Regions from separate parts of the Anas platyrhynchos genome. Here region 1 is linked to region 2. Evidence: chromatin contacts called from public Hi-C data. All regions are on one chromosome and are shown on one strand. Each heading gives the region's core, a stretch centred on a gene start, on an enhancer-like site or on the middle of the called end of the contact. The rest is flanking DNA. Distances are from core to core; before and after follow the strand shown. Region 1 holds the start of TBC1D9 (TBC1 domain family member 9). Region 2 holds the start of RNF150 (ring finger protein 150).

Region 1 (7,285 bases), core at 1,757-4,256, 130 kb before region 2:
GGGCACCGCAGCAAAGTGCATGAATCACAGCAAGCATTTCTTCAGGACCCCACCAGCCAAGAAACAAGCAGTAGAAATATTTAAGTGTAAGGAGCTTGTGTTTTGGTTTGGTTTCATCTTATGAAGATTTAAGTTCTAATTAGTAAAGCTACAATGTTATTTGTGGGCCAGTCATCCTAAGCAGCAGTGAAATCCACAGATCGATAGGGCACTGCATTATAGTATTGCCTTTCATTGCTCTTACGTTTCATCTCTTTCATGGCCTCATTTCAGACAGGAGTGAATAACTACATGATTGCTTTCTACAACAGGATTTTACACATCTCCTGTACAAGCTTCCTGTACAAACCATACAACAAGTTTTCATATCCACCCTTAATGGCAGCGGTAGGGTGGGGGAAGTGCTTTGTGGCCTACAAAGCTTGCAGCTCTCGGGGTGCTTTTCACAGAAAGCTTCAGGTTTTCTGAGTTCCGACAAGAGGTGCCCAGAGAACTGCAGGCACAAGACTTCACACCAGCTAATGTGAATCCTGGTGCAATTTCCAGCACCAGGGGCTCCCAAAACAGGCCACAGGAGGCACAGCCCTGAAAGTACAGTGATCACCTTCCCTAACATGCATTGCCAGCATGCCTGTTGTATTATGCTTATTGTACAGAACAAATTTCCCCTGCCATCACATTGCCCAGTAACCTTGGTTTCCAGTACTCTGAGCAAGCACACAAGCAGGTGATAAATGGAGCTGGGTGACACCCATTAGTGCAGGGGACAGGTGGCTACCAGGTCTGAACTTCTGTAGACATGAACTGAAAAGAGATTACAGACTTGTCACATTCAAAAAAAAAAAGTTTTCCTGTCAAAGAAACCCATAAACCAAGAAAAACAACTCATGCACAGGATATGCCTGATACCCTTCAAGCTCATTCATATATGAGCTCCAAACACAGCATAATCATCTCTTCTGCTTCCTTTTTTTTTGTGATGAACAAAAACCAGGATAGGGTTGTGAGCATAACCAACACAGAAAGGTATTGCTATGGAAAATAACCTCATTTATGACCAGAAAGAGAATGTCTGAAAGCTTACACTAAAAGGAGAGACAAAAGCAACAGCAAGATGCACCAAAGTAACCATGCTGCCCTGTGCCAGTGACCTGCTGCAAGCTCTCCGATAGGAGACCTCAGAGGGACAGGCAGAGAGGGCTTCTGCCCTCAGGTTTGATGTACCACCTGAAGTGCTTTCAGATGGCTGCTCCCAGCAGACTAAAAGGGACTGGGAAAGGCTTTGGGAGGCCCACACAGTGCCTGACAAGCCCTGTCGGACAGGTTTGAATGAGGCTTGTGGCAGAGGAGACAAGCAGAAAATTCCTTCACCAACCCCATCCCAGCTCACACAAGTGGCCCCAGGTCATTAATTCCCAGATTCCCAGCTCCACTGGTTTCCATAAAAAAAAATCACACAAGCCCCCAAAGCCACATACAGTATGCACAGCACTGCATCCTCCTCCAGCAAGCTCAGTAGCAAAGATCTTTATAAAAAAATAAGTATTTTTACATTTGGCCTTGCAAAGGGAGCTTTTTTTTTCCTTATAAAAAAAAAAGTAAAAAGAAAATGAAGGTCAATGTCACCTTCCTGAAAAAGGTTAAACGGAAGCAGGAATGCTGTTTGAGCTTGAACAACCTTCATACAAGCTCTGAACTACAGTTTGTGCATGTCCTATTTGGCAGCAGAGGACCATGAACCTTACAAAGGATGCAACAAAGTGAGGGAGAAAGGAGAAACCAGAATGACCGTATTTACTGCAAAAGAAAAACATTCAAGTCCCTGGCTACCAGCAAGCTTTACAAAATCTAAAGAGCAAGGCTAATCTCTATTTCCATCCAAAGAAGAGAATGGACAGAAAAGATAATATAACCTAATAACAGCAAGAATAACAGTACTTAGGAAGGTTTCTGGTATTACAATCAAGGGCTGACAAGAGCACGCTGACACCGTATTGCTAGAAAGAAAAAAAATTATATTTACACACCACACGGTTTGCATTTAATGTGCCTTTTGTGCAAAGTCAGACTTCACATCCTGGAGACGGCCAAGTGCAGTTCTGAATTGCTCTGCTTAACCTCTCAGACACATGAGGAGCGAGATGCAGTAGCGTGGATTTGCTCCTTTGCTGGCCAGACCTACTCTCCAGGGAGATGATCTCACAGCTGCATAAAATTATCTCCAGCACAAAGAGAGAATCTCTCACGGTCAGATGGAGCTGCTTCACCACTTATGAAGCCTGACAAAACAGGCGTGCAAAGCTCAAGCAATAGCTATCAAAACACCAGGCAATTTACTGCTTATGTGCCCCTCATCTGAGGATGCTCTCAGTCAGTGACAGCTTCTCTTGAGTGAACAAGCAGCAATAATATGTTTGCCTAAGGTCCTACAGACCACAAATTGAGGTGGATTTGACATCCTCAGGGCCTTATAATACTGCTATCCCCATGACAAGCAGTGTCCTGGCTCTCACACCTGCGCCCCAGGACCCTTCCTCTGCAGGGGCTCCCAGGGACAAGGCAGCCAGCAGGGAGTTCCCACCCCCAGGTATTTGGGTATAAAAGTCACATTTTAGTAAGTAGCATGCCTTGAGCCCAGGCGAGGCCAAGGGCACTAGGTAGCACCACACCAGAAGCACACAAAGAGCAACTTGGGCTGATTGCTCCAACAGGTGACAGCCTACCAAGGAAAAAAAAGCCCAGCTTCCTACCAGCCAAAGCACAAGCGAATCCTTCATTGTCATCCCAGAGAACCTCTCCCTGGTGCTGCGCTGAGCCCTTGTCTTCCCCCAGAACAGAGGCAAAAGGAGCCCCTACAACAAGAAAATTCCTTCTGCAGTATCACTAGGGCTGCTTTATACCTTCAGCCCACAGGTCCTGCAGACGCCTTCCCAGCACGCTGGCCTTCCCCCTCTGCACAGCCCAGCAGCACAGCTGACCCATGCTGGCCATTGCTAACAATGCCTTGCATGCACCTGCACCGGGGAGCCCTGCCAGCTGCTTCTGTTTAGGACCCCACTGAGTGCAGGCAAGGAGAAATGTTTTTTTTTTTTCTTTTTTTTTTTTTTCCCCAGTGCTGATGAGCTGTTTCAGAGCACTTTTCTAGCTGAAAGGCTGTGAAATTCAGCGTCAGTCCTCCATAAGAAAATCCCCCTTCTCTATGCCTTTGGGGCAATTATTACACACAAATAAAAAATCCCAAACCACCACCCTCATCAAAATAACACATTCTTGTGTGATTTTTCTCTTCCATTTTTGGGTATTTTTCTGGCTCTGAGACCCAAGCCACACTGAGAACAGGACACCAGAGGTACAATGAAGTACTCCATGTGCTGAGGCTGTGCTGACAGCTTGTGTTTTACCTTGTGGGCTTGAATCTTGGCCTGAGCATGGGGCAGATGCTGGGTGAAGGTGACACTGATGTGCGCCTGAATTTTGGCTGGGTTGTGCCCAGGTGAAGGTGTCTGCATACAGCCCAGGGCTTCTGATATGGGGCTGGAGTGGGATGTGAGACATGGGCCCCCACAAAGTGCACCACGCTTGGATATGGGTTTTTCCCCGCTCAGGTCTGAGTGGGATTCCCTGTACGGGGCAGCCCGGGCAATTCTTGTGAGCCTCTGTCAACCGAAGCCACGCCAAAATAACCCGCTCCTACATGGATACGAGCGTGTGCACCCACAGAAGTTCAACCGATTTGCTTCTTAAACACTCCTTGGCTAAAGCCTAGTCAAAAGGTGGCATTTTCTGCATGCAGGCAGCCAGGCTGGGCTGCTGATTTGGGGAAAAGCCCACCGGAGTCCCAGCGGACAGGGGCACAGAGACCCACCGCCACCACCGGACTGTGGCCGAGGCGATGGCTGCGGCTCGGCACACGGTGTGCGGGGCTGGGAGATGCATTTGCAGGGCGAGGGAGCCTCCTGTTGGGGAAGAGCACTCCTGTTTCGCAGGGACGGGGACGTGCCTGTGTGAGGAGCTCCTCGCAGAGAGAACAGGGCTGAGCGAGGCCTGATGTGGTTGGGACTTTTACCACCCAATTTTTTCAGCACTTCTCAGTCGCTAAGGCTGCAGCCCCACACGGCGCTGCCTTCCCTCTGCCTCCAGAAGCTGAGGGCTTGCAGGAAACATCAAATACCACAGGCCTTGCCCCCAGCCCGCGTACACTGCAGCCCTGGGCACTGCTGTGCCTGCACCCCGAGCCTTCCTCTTTCTGGCCACGCCACGCAATTCCAGAGGGGCCCACGGGGCTTGGAGAAAAGTGGCGAGGATGTGCCCGTGTCCTGTCCACACAAAACATGACTGAGCGAGCCTGGCCCCTGCAGCTGGGACGTGCAGGATGTCTGGAAAGCCAGGAGCAACTCAGAGGGGGCGACTGCTTTGGTGCTGTGCCTTCATTGGCGTCTGCTCAGAATCAGATGCAGGCCAGGGCTGTGGGCCAGAGCCAGCACGGCTGCCCCAAGCAGGGCAGGGGAACAACCTCGCCTGAGCTCTGGGCTCTGACAGACGAGCTCTGGGGCTCGGCCAACACGTCTGAGGCGTTACCACTCCCAGCTGTCTGCTCTGTATCTCTGCCAGGAGCTACCATGCTCCTAGCTAGAGCAGGAGGACAGCTGCCTGGGCTTCAGCTGCCGCTGCCGGCCTCCCTGCACAAGCCTCTCCTTGCGACCTGTCAGGGGGCAGGCCGGACTGTAAAGGCAGGGTACTGAGGGGCAGACGTCCATCCAGCAGCATGGCCAGAGGAGCGTGGTGGCCTGCAGCACCGGGTGGCCCCGGCACGTGAGGGCGGTGATGTGTCCCCTGATTCAGTTGTGGCCAGGGCTTGCTCATTTTGCGTGGGGCGCAGAGGCTGAGGAACGAGTGTGCTGCAAAATTGCACCCTCCCTGACTGAGCACTGGCTTCTTGTGGCTGATCTATGGTAGATATGAATGCACCAACCCATCTGATTTCTTTTGGACCGTAAATCCTCTTATTCCCCATGGGCCTCCCCCAGACCTGCTCACCCCGTGTGGCATTGCTGCTTTCTCGGAGCTGTTTTCCTGGGAGTCCCCAAGACTCGGTGCAGGAAATGCAGCATCCCTTAGGGCACCCTCAGATGTGCAGCACAAAGCGTGCTTTCTTTCCTAGCACATTTTGGGTATCACGGGACAGGAGGGACCCTGGGTTGGCTGGCACAGTACAAATCTGGATAATTTCTTTTGAGTCCTGCGTCCTCTCCACTGGCTGTGACAGGTCTGAAGGTCACCTCCTGCAATCACAGGAGCGAGAACAATTTGACTTAGGAGGAAAAAAAAAAAAAAAAAAAAAAAAGCACAGAGCAGCATAGCTTTATTGCTGCACTTTGACTAGAGACGGAGCCCATACGCAGTGGCGAAGAGTGATGTCACCCCAGCCATAAGTATGTGCCTGCATCCTGGAATTAATTGCCGCACACTCCTCGTTATTTATAGCCCTGCTGCCATTCTGAGCAGCCGCGCACTGGGTTACTTCTGCTGCGATACCCGAGCACGCTGTGCCCACACGATCTGCAGCACTGGCAGCAGCTGCGTTGTGTGTGCAGATCCCACAGCAACTCGCTCCGCTGCCTGCCGAAGGAACCGGGCCTGCTCCCTCCTGTGGCCGCCCGGCAACTACGTGGTCATAGGGAGAAAAGCACAGACCGGGATCCTGGGCTGGTGATACCTCAAATCGCCCTCTGCCCCCTGCCCAGGGGACACCTTTGGGGACGAGTGGGACAGGGAAGAGCAGCCAGACGACTCCTTGCACGGGCTGTTCGATGCTTTCTGTGGCACGGTAGAGCCGTCGCACCTTAAAGCTATTTTAGCACATGCTGCCCAGGGCCAAGGGTGACCCCAGCTCTTCCTCCAGGATGCGGAGGTGCTCACCTCCCGCACAGCCACTGCTTTCTGACCAAAAGCAGCTGAAGGACGGGGAGAGCGAGGGCAGCAGCTGCGGCTGGAGGCCAGGCTGCAGCTTGGGTCCCTCCTGGCCGGAGCTTCTGCTTTGCATCGGTGCCAAAGGCAGCAGCAGCCATGTTCAGTGAGAAACAATCAGCGACTTTGACGCATCAGGAAATGCCAGCTTTACTGTCTGTTAGAAAATACGTATGACACAGTAATCAGATTCGTTTTATTAAAAAACTTGCAATAAAATTCCTCAGAATTCACAATCTTAACTTTGATAGTTGCAATATTTTACTAGTACATAATAACACAGTCTCACATATTTACATTATAATCTTCTATATAACAAAAATAGCCGTGTTGTACTACTGAATAACGCTTCAAATATTAGCCTTAACATTTTGGTACTTCCCCCAGCTGAGTCACTGTCCATGCTCTTTAGCATTTACAGTATATAACAAAGCAAGATGAAAAAAAAAGTGTGTGCCCCATGATTTCAGGCAAATCCCTTTAAGGTGGTAGCTCTCTGACTCCCACATTTTTCAAGAGATAAAGTGCATTGAAAGGGAAGATGTACACATTACAAAGTATCAGCAAAGAGTTAAACTATATGTGCAATGCTGTACAGAAAAAAAGGCTTGCTTCACAAACTGCTACTGCTCTGTTTTGGCAGCAAATTCACAGGTAGCAGGAAAAAAAAAAAGCTAAGGAAAAGAACTGCCTATGCAAATGCTACAGTATGATTTTGCCCTGGTCTTTCTCTAGGTGTTTCCTACACCAAAGTGTAGCAACCTGAAGAAAGGAACTTTATTTTATTCGTGGAGCTGAAGGGTAGTTCCCACCGTCACAAACAGCACAACACGGTCAGGCTACAGAAAGCGCCGGCAGTACCAGCAAGAGCTTCAGCCAAGAACAGGCCCTGGTCCTGACGGACCTGCAGACAACAGAAGATGCGGCATGCCAGTGAGTTCACACGTGTGTGCGTGTGTGCGTGCATGTGTGCAACAACCCTGCCACGTCCCCCCAGCTTCCTCGGGCTATCAGCCCCGCTGGGCAGGGGCAGGGCTGAAGCAGAGCCGCTCCCGGTGTCCGCAACTGGACCGACAGCAGCCTGGGAGAATTTCACTGATACAGAACATTGTCTCCTAACTGGAAATTATTTTGGTAAGCTGTATGCTGATGCATATGGTATTTATTTTGTTCTTTTTTTTTTTTTTTTTTCCTTCCCTTTTTAATATTGGCATTTGCTGGTATGGCTGTGCAGTGTGTGAGAGAAGACATTGTTGGAAAAACTTTGGAGCCATCACTGGAAAACAGAATATTTCTGCTATGTTCATGAACTGTGTAC
Region 2 (7,565 bases), core at 2,129-4,628:
GCTCAAAAGGGGGAATGAAGCATAGGAGTAGATATGAAGAAATAAGCGTGGGGAGAGAGAAACAGAAAGAGAAACACAAGGAGATAAAATGACAGTAAAAGAAAGAAGGCAGAACACATAAAAGAGAAAGATGTACATGAGGAAAAGAGACATCTGTCTCTGGAAGACCAGCAGTTCTTCATGAGAATGGGAGCCACATTGTTACACAACAGGACATAGCATTTTCTATATAACAAGGAGTTTATTAAAGCTTACTTGAAGCCTCAATAAAAAAATCTGTGGGAGGAAAAAAAAAAAAAGAGTAACACATTTCTTTCAACTTTTAAATCGCTTTTTAGGTCATATTTCACCCCCCCCTCCCCCTACAAGTATTTTCCAGGATGGAATTTTCTTCTTCCCACTCCAGGATTTGGCGTGGGCAGAGCACCACAGATGCTGCTGAACTCAGAAACCAGAAACCTGATTCATTCTTTCCTTGAATCCTGTGCTATCATTTAGACTGGGTCTGAGCAAACGTCAAAGGCTGCAAGTCAGAAAGACAGTTTTACACAGCTTGTATGTTAAATTTGCCCCAGCACAATGGTGGTACAAAAAGAAGAGTAAAGGTAAATCCAGCTCTGAATCTCTGTATGTTTGTCCAATATTTGTTCAAGAATACTTATTTTTCCTTCTGTTCCAGCAAACTTAAGCTCTAAAATTCCCCTCAATTTTGACTGTATGCAGAGGGCAGGTTTTCACTGACACAAGACCACCAACTGTTTTTCCAAGTTTGCAGAACAAAAATCCTTAAAATGAAGACAAACTCCTACAATCAGTCAGCAAAGCCCTTCAGTCTGATAGTGTTCAACAAGTCCAGATTATTTTCTGCAAGTTTCTGTTCATTTCAGCCTCAGCAACTGTACAATCAATCACACTGCTGGGTATCAATTCGGTACTGAGAAAGGATTCTCAGAATAAGCTGTGAGCAGTCATATGATATAAAAGAAGCTGCCCCCGAGATAAGTTATACAGCGGTTGGATTTTAGAAAGCTGAGGCCACTTTCACTAAGAAAGATTCCTTGCTTACTTCATTTTAGATTTTAAAATAAACAAAAGCTCTAACATTTAAAAGGTTAGACATTTTTTACTCCCACTGTTCCTTAATAAAACACCATTTGTGTGGGAAAACAGCTTAGTGCATACTTTAAAAACAGGCAAACCATTAATTGATCCAACATGTTGGCAGTTTTAGAGAAATTTACTGGACAAGCACAAGCGACGCATCTGAAGTTTTGAAACAGCCCGAGCTTTACTTTAAGGGTGCGAAAGTATGCCAAGTTCCTACTATGTTATACTGCTTAGTAAATAATCTGTCATACTTAAAGTAGCAAGAACTATTATCTGAACAGCTACTAAACCACATGCAGGTTATAAAGCACAGTTCTAAGAAGCTCAAGAGGTTAGGAGTTCCTTGTCTTACAAAGCCAATGGAAAATGATAAAGAAAATCTTCCACCGATCCGATCAAAGAAAAAAGAACGTGCCCAAATAAACAGTTAATCTCTTCAGAAGGCGGCACGCAAGGGGTTCCTTCCAAAAGGAAAAGCACTGCTTTTGCATCAGCAGTATTGTAGCGTTAGTCAGGCAACAAATTGTTTTTCAGCACATCTGTGCTAGCTACTTTGCTAACAGACTTTCAAATGTCATTAGAATAAGAGCCTGTTTTGCAGCCTTTCTGTGTTTCAATTTACCCCCAACTCTGCTAAGATTCAACTGGCATGAAGCAGCTGGGCATGATTAGTTATTGGATGCAAACCAAACTGAAATTTCACAATAGGTGGCATTTCAGTCCTCACAGAACAGGCTGCTGGTATAAAAGAGCAGTGACCCCTGGCACTAAACACCGTCCCTAAATATAAATCTGGTGATCTGTTTTTAAATCTATGCTATTTCAGCTCCAATGCTGTTACAAAAACAGTGGGTTTGTTTGTGGGCAAAACCAGAGGTTCGTGTTGTTTCCGACAACTGGATTTCTGCTGCGTTAGTTGAGGAGCACACTTTGGGACCCAAGTACCGGTGTGCTGGCACTGCGAGCACCCCACCAGAGGGCTCACCCAGCGAGTGAAGCCCCCTGAATCCTGGACAAAACATCCCACGTTGTCACCAAATCAAATACTTGAATACTTTGCTTTCCTGCCTGATCCCATGGCTTTTATGCTGTCACAGGTGAGACAGTGGACACTGTGCCCTTACTTTATTGCACCTCCTGATACAAACACACCACAAACACCACCGCTCTCCTCTTGAGGAGGTCCCACTCCCACAGGGCACCTGCCGGAGGACCCAACAAAACACGGGAGCCCCGTGGCGGGCTCGGGGTCCCATCCATCCCTCCAGTCAACCCAAACTTTGCATCTCCCAAACTTTTCTCCCCTGGAGCTGTGCCGGCAGCACGCCCATCGCTCACCATGGGCACCCACTGCCCGGCAAGGCCTGCAGCCCAGCGTGCCACCATCCGGGAGGTGCGAGGCCACCTTCCCTGCGACCGGGGCGAAGCCTCACCTGCGTAGGGCATGGTGATGGTCTCGTTGGCGTTGCTGGAGCCCACGTTGTAGATGACGACGGCCGAGGCGTTCTGGGCGGCGGCGTGGCGGATCTTGTCCCTGTAGGTGCAGTTGCCCCGCGGGATGAGGGCCACCCAGCTCTTGCCCGGCGCCGGGGCGTTGAAGCGGGTGCCGGGGTCGCAGGCGTAGCGGTCTGCGGGCGATGCGGAGAGGGCCACCTGCCCGCGGGCGTCCTGCTTGGGCGACTGGTCGCCGTAGCGCCCGCACTCGCTCTTCTCGCTGCGGAGCTCGGCGCTGCCGCCCGCCGGGTCGGCGTAGGTGATGTTGACGAAGGCCGTGTACCACTCCTCCTTCTCGGCCACGGTGAAGTCCAGGCACAGCAGATGCACGAAACAAAAGGACAGCAGCCATGTTGAGAGAGCCAGGCTGCGGCACGCTTGGATCACAGACATTGCCATCTTCATCTGCCGGCCCCCCCACCCGCCCGCCCCCCCCGGCAGCCGGCCGGCCCGCCCCCGCCGCCTGCTCCCGGTGTGTGTGCGGTGTCTGTGGTGTGTGTGTACGGTGTGAGTGTGTGTATGGTGTGTGTATGGTGTGTGTGTGCCCCGAGCGGGGCGGCGCTGCTCCCGCCGGGCGCCGTGCGGGGGAGGGCGGGGGGCCCCCTCCTTCCCTCCCTCCCTCCCTCCCCTCTCGCAGCCCGCTGCCTAATTCATAGCGGGGCCGTTTGATTTCCAAGGGCCGCCCCCGCTCTCCTTCCCCTCCGTCCCCTCCCCGCTGCGGGCAGGAGCGGGGCTGTGGCGGCGGTGGGGAGCGGAGGGAAGGAGGGAGGGGAGGAGGGGAGGAGGGGAGGAGGGCTTCCAGCCGGCGCCGGGCCCGGCCCCCCCGGGGAACGGGGCGCCGGGGGCCGGGGAGCGGCCCGGCAGCGGCACCTGGCGGGGGCCCCGCGCAGCGCGGCCGCTGGGGACGGGGCTGAGGGGGAGCGCGGGGCCCTGAGGCGGCGGCGGGCGGGGCGCCCCCAGCCCGGTTCCTCCTGAAGACAGATCCTAAAGACAGATCTAAAGACAGAAACGTCCTGAGGGCACTGCTGTTGCTCCTGCAAACACGAACCTTGTCATGTACAGCAGCAAAACCCACCAGGTTTTTCCCCCAGAGAGGGATAGTCACTGGTGTCTCTTCCAAAGTTACATAGATTTAAATGCACGCATACAGGTTATAAAATTCAGACAGACTAACTTACTGTGAACATCACGGACAAGCACGTTTACCAAAATCAGGTGAGCTACCAGCATGAGCACAACGTCTAATGCAAAAGCTTCCAAAAATGACAAAGCAGCAATCTGGAAACACTCAACAGACACGGGCAGAAGAGAATAAGCTTAATCCTAGCTCAGAGAAAGCCCAGATTTGTGGATTTTAACACTTAAAACACCCAAAAAAGACTTTTGGCCAAGACTTAAATGCCCTTCATATCGATATAAAACAAGGTCAGATAGCAACTGACTCTGTCCATCTTAGTGCAAGTGAGCAGCAAAAGTTCTGCTTTTCCGTAACTACCTTCAGTAACAGAAGGACATCTCACAAGATTAACACATATCACCTATTTTAGCTACCTTGTTTTTAAAATGTGGTGCTAGAAATGGCAAACTCTTTGGCTGAGATGAGATGCATAAGTATCTCGCTAGTGGCAATATTTTCCCGTTTCCAGTTCATGTTCATAGCTGCCGTTGATCTAAGCTGGCTTCGGTCGACAGACTTAACCACATTTTACACACACAGTGCTTTGAATAGGTTATTTCCCCAAAGTTTAAAAAAAAAAAAAAAGTGATTTTCTGAGGAAGAGTTACAAATATGGGAATAAAATAGAGAAATGTATACGGAAGTATAATGGGTTACCAAAAAGCTGCAAATCTACCAAGAATCAAGAGGACAATTTTGCTTGAAAGCCCATTCCTGGAGAAGTGAAGTCAGCAATTAAGATGAAAAACTTACCATGTAAAACTAATGTTGAGAAAGCAAAGTAGAGGGCAATCAACATTAATTAAGAAGTGTTGAGATTTCATAAAGGCAGCAAAATCCAGCAGGGAAAAATCCATGTCTGGCAGGGCTAGGGGCAATAAAGCATTTGTGTATTTGGAAGAGTAAGAAGTGCTGTTAGAAGAGAAGGCAGAAGAGGTATAAATGGGTAATAAATATTTCAGTTTTATATCTGGAAAGAAAAGGAGAATGTATTTCTCAGATCATTGACTCATAAAATAGAGATTAAGAAGCAACTCCTAAGAACATACAAAAACCAGCCAACCCAGAAAAACGGTACACATGAATCCCAAAAGAGTGGGCAGGGGGTGGAGAAAATACCCAGCTCTCCGACACTACTTGAAGTAAATCTTGTCATAACAGGAAAATCTTGAAAGATTGACTGCTTAGTTTCCTGAAAAGATCCAGAAAACCAAATTATGGTGGCCACTTAGTTACAGGCTGGTCAGTCCAGTGTTAACAAATCCCAAGGAAAAGAAGATAAAAAAAATCAGTTGTGTAGATGCCAGACTGTGTGTATTTGTTTGTTTTAAGAAAACATGATTTATATTTTTGAGAGGAAATAGCTGTGTGGTTAGTAAAGTTACACAGCCATGGTCATAACAGATTTTTTAAAGGTGTGTCATGTAACAACACATGACATTCTTATTACATATGTAACACATGAAGAAGCAGGTAAGATGAGCTTAGTTGAAGTATAACTCAATACAAAAATATGAATGAAACCACCACCCTCTTGGGAGCAGAACTGGTGTGTGTGTGTTATCCTGCACACAGAGTGGGAAGGAATTGTGCTTTACTCCTAAGGAAAGGAAAGAAAGGGCCTGAAAAGGATGCAGCAATCCTCAGATGTTCCAGAGGAGTAACAAGTAGGAGTAGAGAAGCAATTTTCTCTCTGCATGATGCATCACTGAGACAGATACTAGAAGCTGCCCAGTCTTGGTATCTGCATTTTTCAAAGGATATTGAAATACCAGAGAAGGTTAAGAAAGGAAACCTAAAAATGATTTTAAATAATTCCTCTCCCAGGGAGAGATTTCAGGTGCCCAATCTATTCAGCTTTTCAAGAAAAAAGGCAATATGATCACATTATGGAAGTACCATCACAGGCATATAACAGCAGGTACTAACAGGCTCTTTAAGTTAGGGGGTAAAGGCATAACAAGAACCCCAATTTTAAACTAGACAATGTAACTTATAGCCAAGGTAGCTGATCAAGGTGGTTGTCCATTGGAGAAAACTCTGAAGTGAGACTGTCCTGGGAATTGAAAGACAAGTTCAAATCAAACGCAAAAGGTACCCCTGGAAGGAACACTTGATTGAAGTGCAAGTATGAAATTCTTCAGAGTGAATCTACAATCTAGTGGTTGCTTCTCACTTTAAAATGAATCAAAACAACAGGCTATTTAATTACTTTTGTTGCCAAAAGCCAAAGTACAATTAACTAGGTTAACCCACTGATTTCCAGTCACACAGACGGCTGCTGATGGTCCTTCCCAATTTTTTGTTTCTGTCCATAGGAACATCTGAGGTTCTCCCCTTGCCTTGCCCCTCAGAGAGCCTGTCTGGCCCAGCACAAGAACACCATACTCTGGATAAACATCCAAGCAGCCATAACATGTTTCCTCTTAGTCCCCCACGACTTTTGGCACCACCTTACCCTAGTCTATGCTCTTCTTCTTCAGAAAAACAAAACAAAACAAACCCAAACCCTGAGACTTTTGTTCCCCCCGGCCTCTGCAGACACATAAAAGGCACTCATCCAGCATGATCACACATCACCTAGCCTGGATAACAGTGAAAAGCACAATCTCTATGTTTATGCACTATTGAAAAACATTTTACAGGATCTGTAACACTTTTTTTTTTTTTTTTTTTTTTTTTTTAAACTCAGGATTTGTAGAGACTTCAAGGAATCACCTCTTGACTGAGATACTGACACTAAGCTCTCCTCTGCCTGAGCCTTCTCTCTGAATGGGCCCAACTAATTTGGAATTTAGCAATGTGTGATCAGCTGCTTTTCTGTGTGCTTTCCACGCTTTGGTTACAGTGAATTACATTTGCTGTGTTGTTAGATAACTTTCTATCTTGTTTGGTTCCTCTGATGTTCTTCCAGTTTCCTATGAATAATCTGGACAGTTCTTGCAATGTTATTTCTATTCTTTTTTCACATGTATATAAGGGTATCAATTGTATGCAGAAGGACAATCCTTTCTCTCAAAGGACTGTTTCCAGGAGAACTCCAGATTCATGACATACAGAACACAGAAGATGGCTTTAGGTAACAGCTGATTATGAGTAAATGACAAACTGAAATTCACTACATGACTACCTCTATTATGTACCAAAATAAATACATTGTTAATTTACCCTTTCACAAGGTAAAATTCATTAGTTTGTATCTCTTTTTGGTTCAGAAGAGAACTTGTTACATTTACATTATGCTAGACTGTGTCTGTTACACACAAAAATTTCAAGCTGTCTGAAAGGGAATGGCTAGAAATTGCTTCTGTTAAAGGAGAGGAATCTCCTCCAGGCTATTAGGTTGTCACCCCTCTGTTAGGGGATCCCATGGAGTTTTGTGGACCTTTATCTCAGCCTGTTTGGACAATCATTGTCAAGAGTTAAAATGGTGAAGGTTTAAAGTAAGGTTAGGCTGTCTAAATTCTGATAAAGAAGGGATTTACCTGGAATTTCAGCATCTTAATGCAGAAGAATGACTGGGCTATACTTGAGGTAGCATTGCCAGCTATTTTTAAGGGTTTGCTGGCACCTAAATTAGGTGCTGTGGCTCCCTTTATCATTAGTGGCAAGCACCTTCAGCAAGCAATTCAGAGCATGCAAACATGATACCTTATTGAATACAGGACCTAGATGCACCCAAATGTTGGCGATTCTGTTTTGACCTGGACGCAGGCAAAAGCAAACCCACAGAAAACAGACACTGCAGGGTAGGGGGGAAGTCCCATCAGGGGGCAGCTCTGTTCCC

Evidence for each region. Hi-C and Micro-C count contacts between places; a contact is called where the count stands out from the background.
Region 1: a Hi-C map of subcutaneous adipose tissue shows a contact between it and region 2, with 4 times the contacts expected there. The contact joins the promoter of TBC1D9 here to the promoter of RNF150 in region 2. A contact is called at or near these places in 3 of 8 Hi-C or Micro-C datasets (F1 follicle, skeletal muscle and subcutaneous adipose tissue).

The regions. Positions count from the first base shown.
Region 1 is chr4:39,641,406-39,648,690 of IASCAAS_PekinDuck_T2T, reverse strand. TBC1D9 (TBC1 domain family member 9) reads right to left here and starts at 3,006. Exons shown (of 21, transcript XM_038178920.2): 1 at 2,901-3,006. The coding sequence starts at 2,991. It overlaps RNF150 (ring finger protein 150), which reads right to left. Exons shown (of 7, transcript XM_005022419.6): 7 at 6,140-7,285.
Region 2 is chr4:39,511,666-39,519,230 of IASCAAS_PekinDuck_T2T, reverse strand. RNF150 (ring finger protein 150) reads right to left here and starts at 3,378. Exons shown (of 7, transcript XM_005022419.6): 1 at 2,541-3,378. The coding sequence starts at 3,006.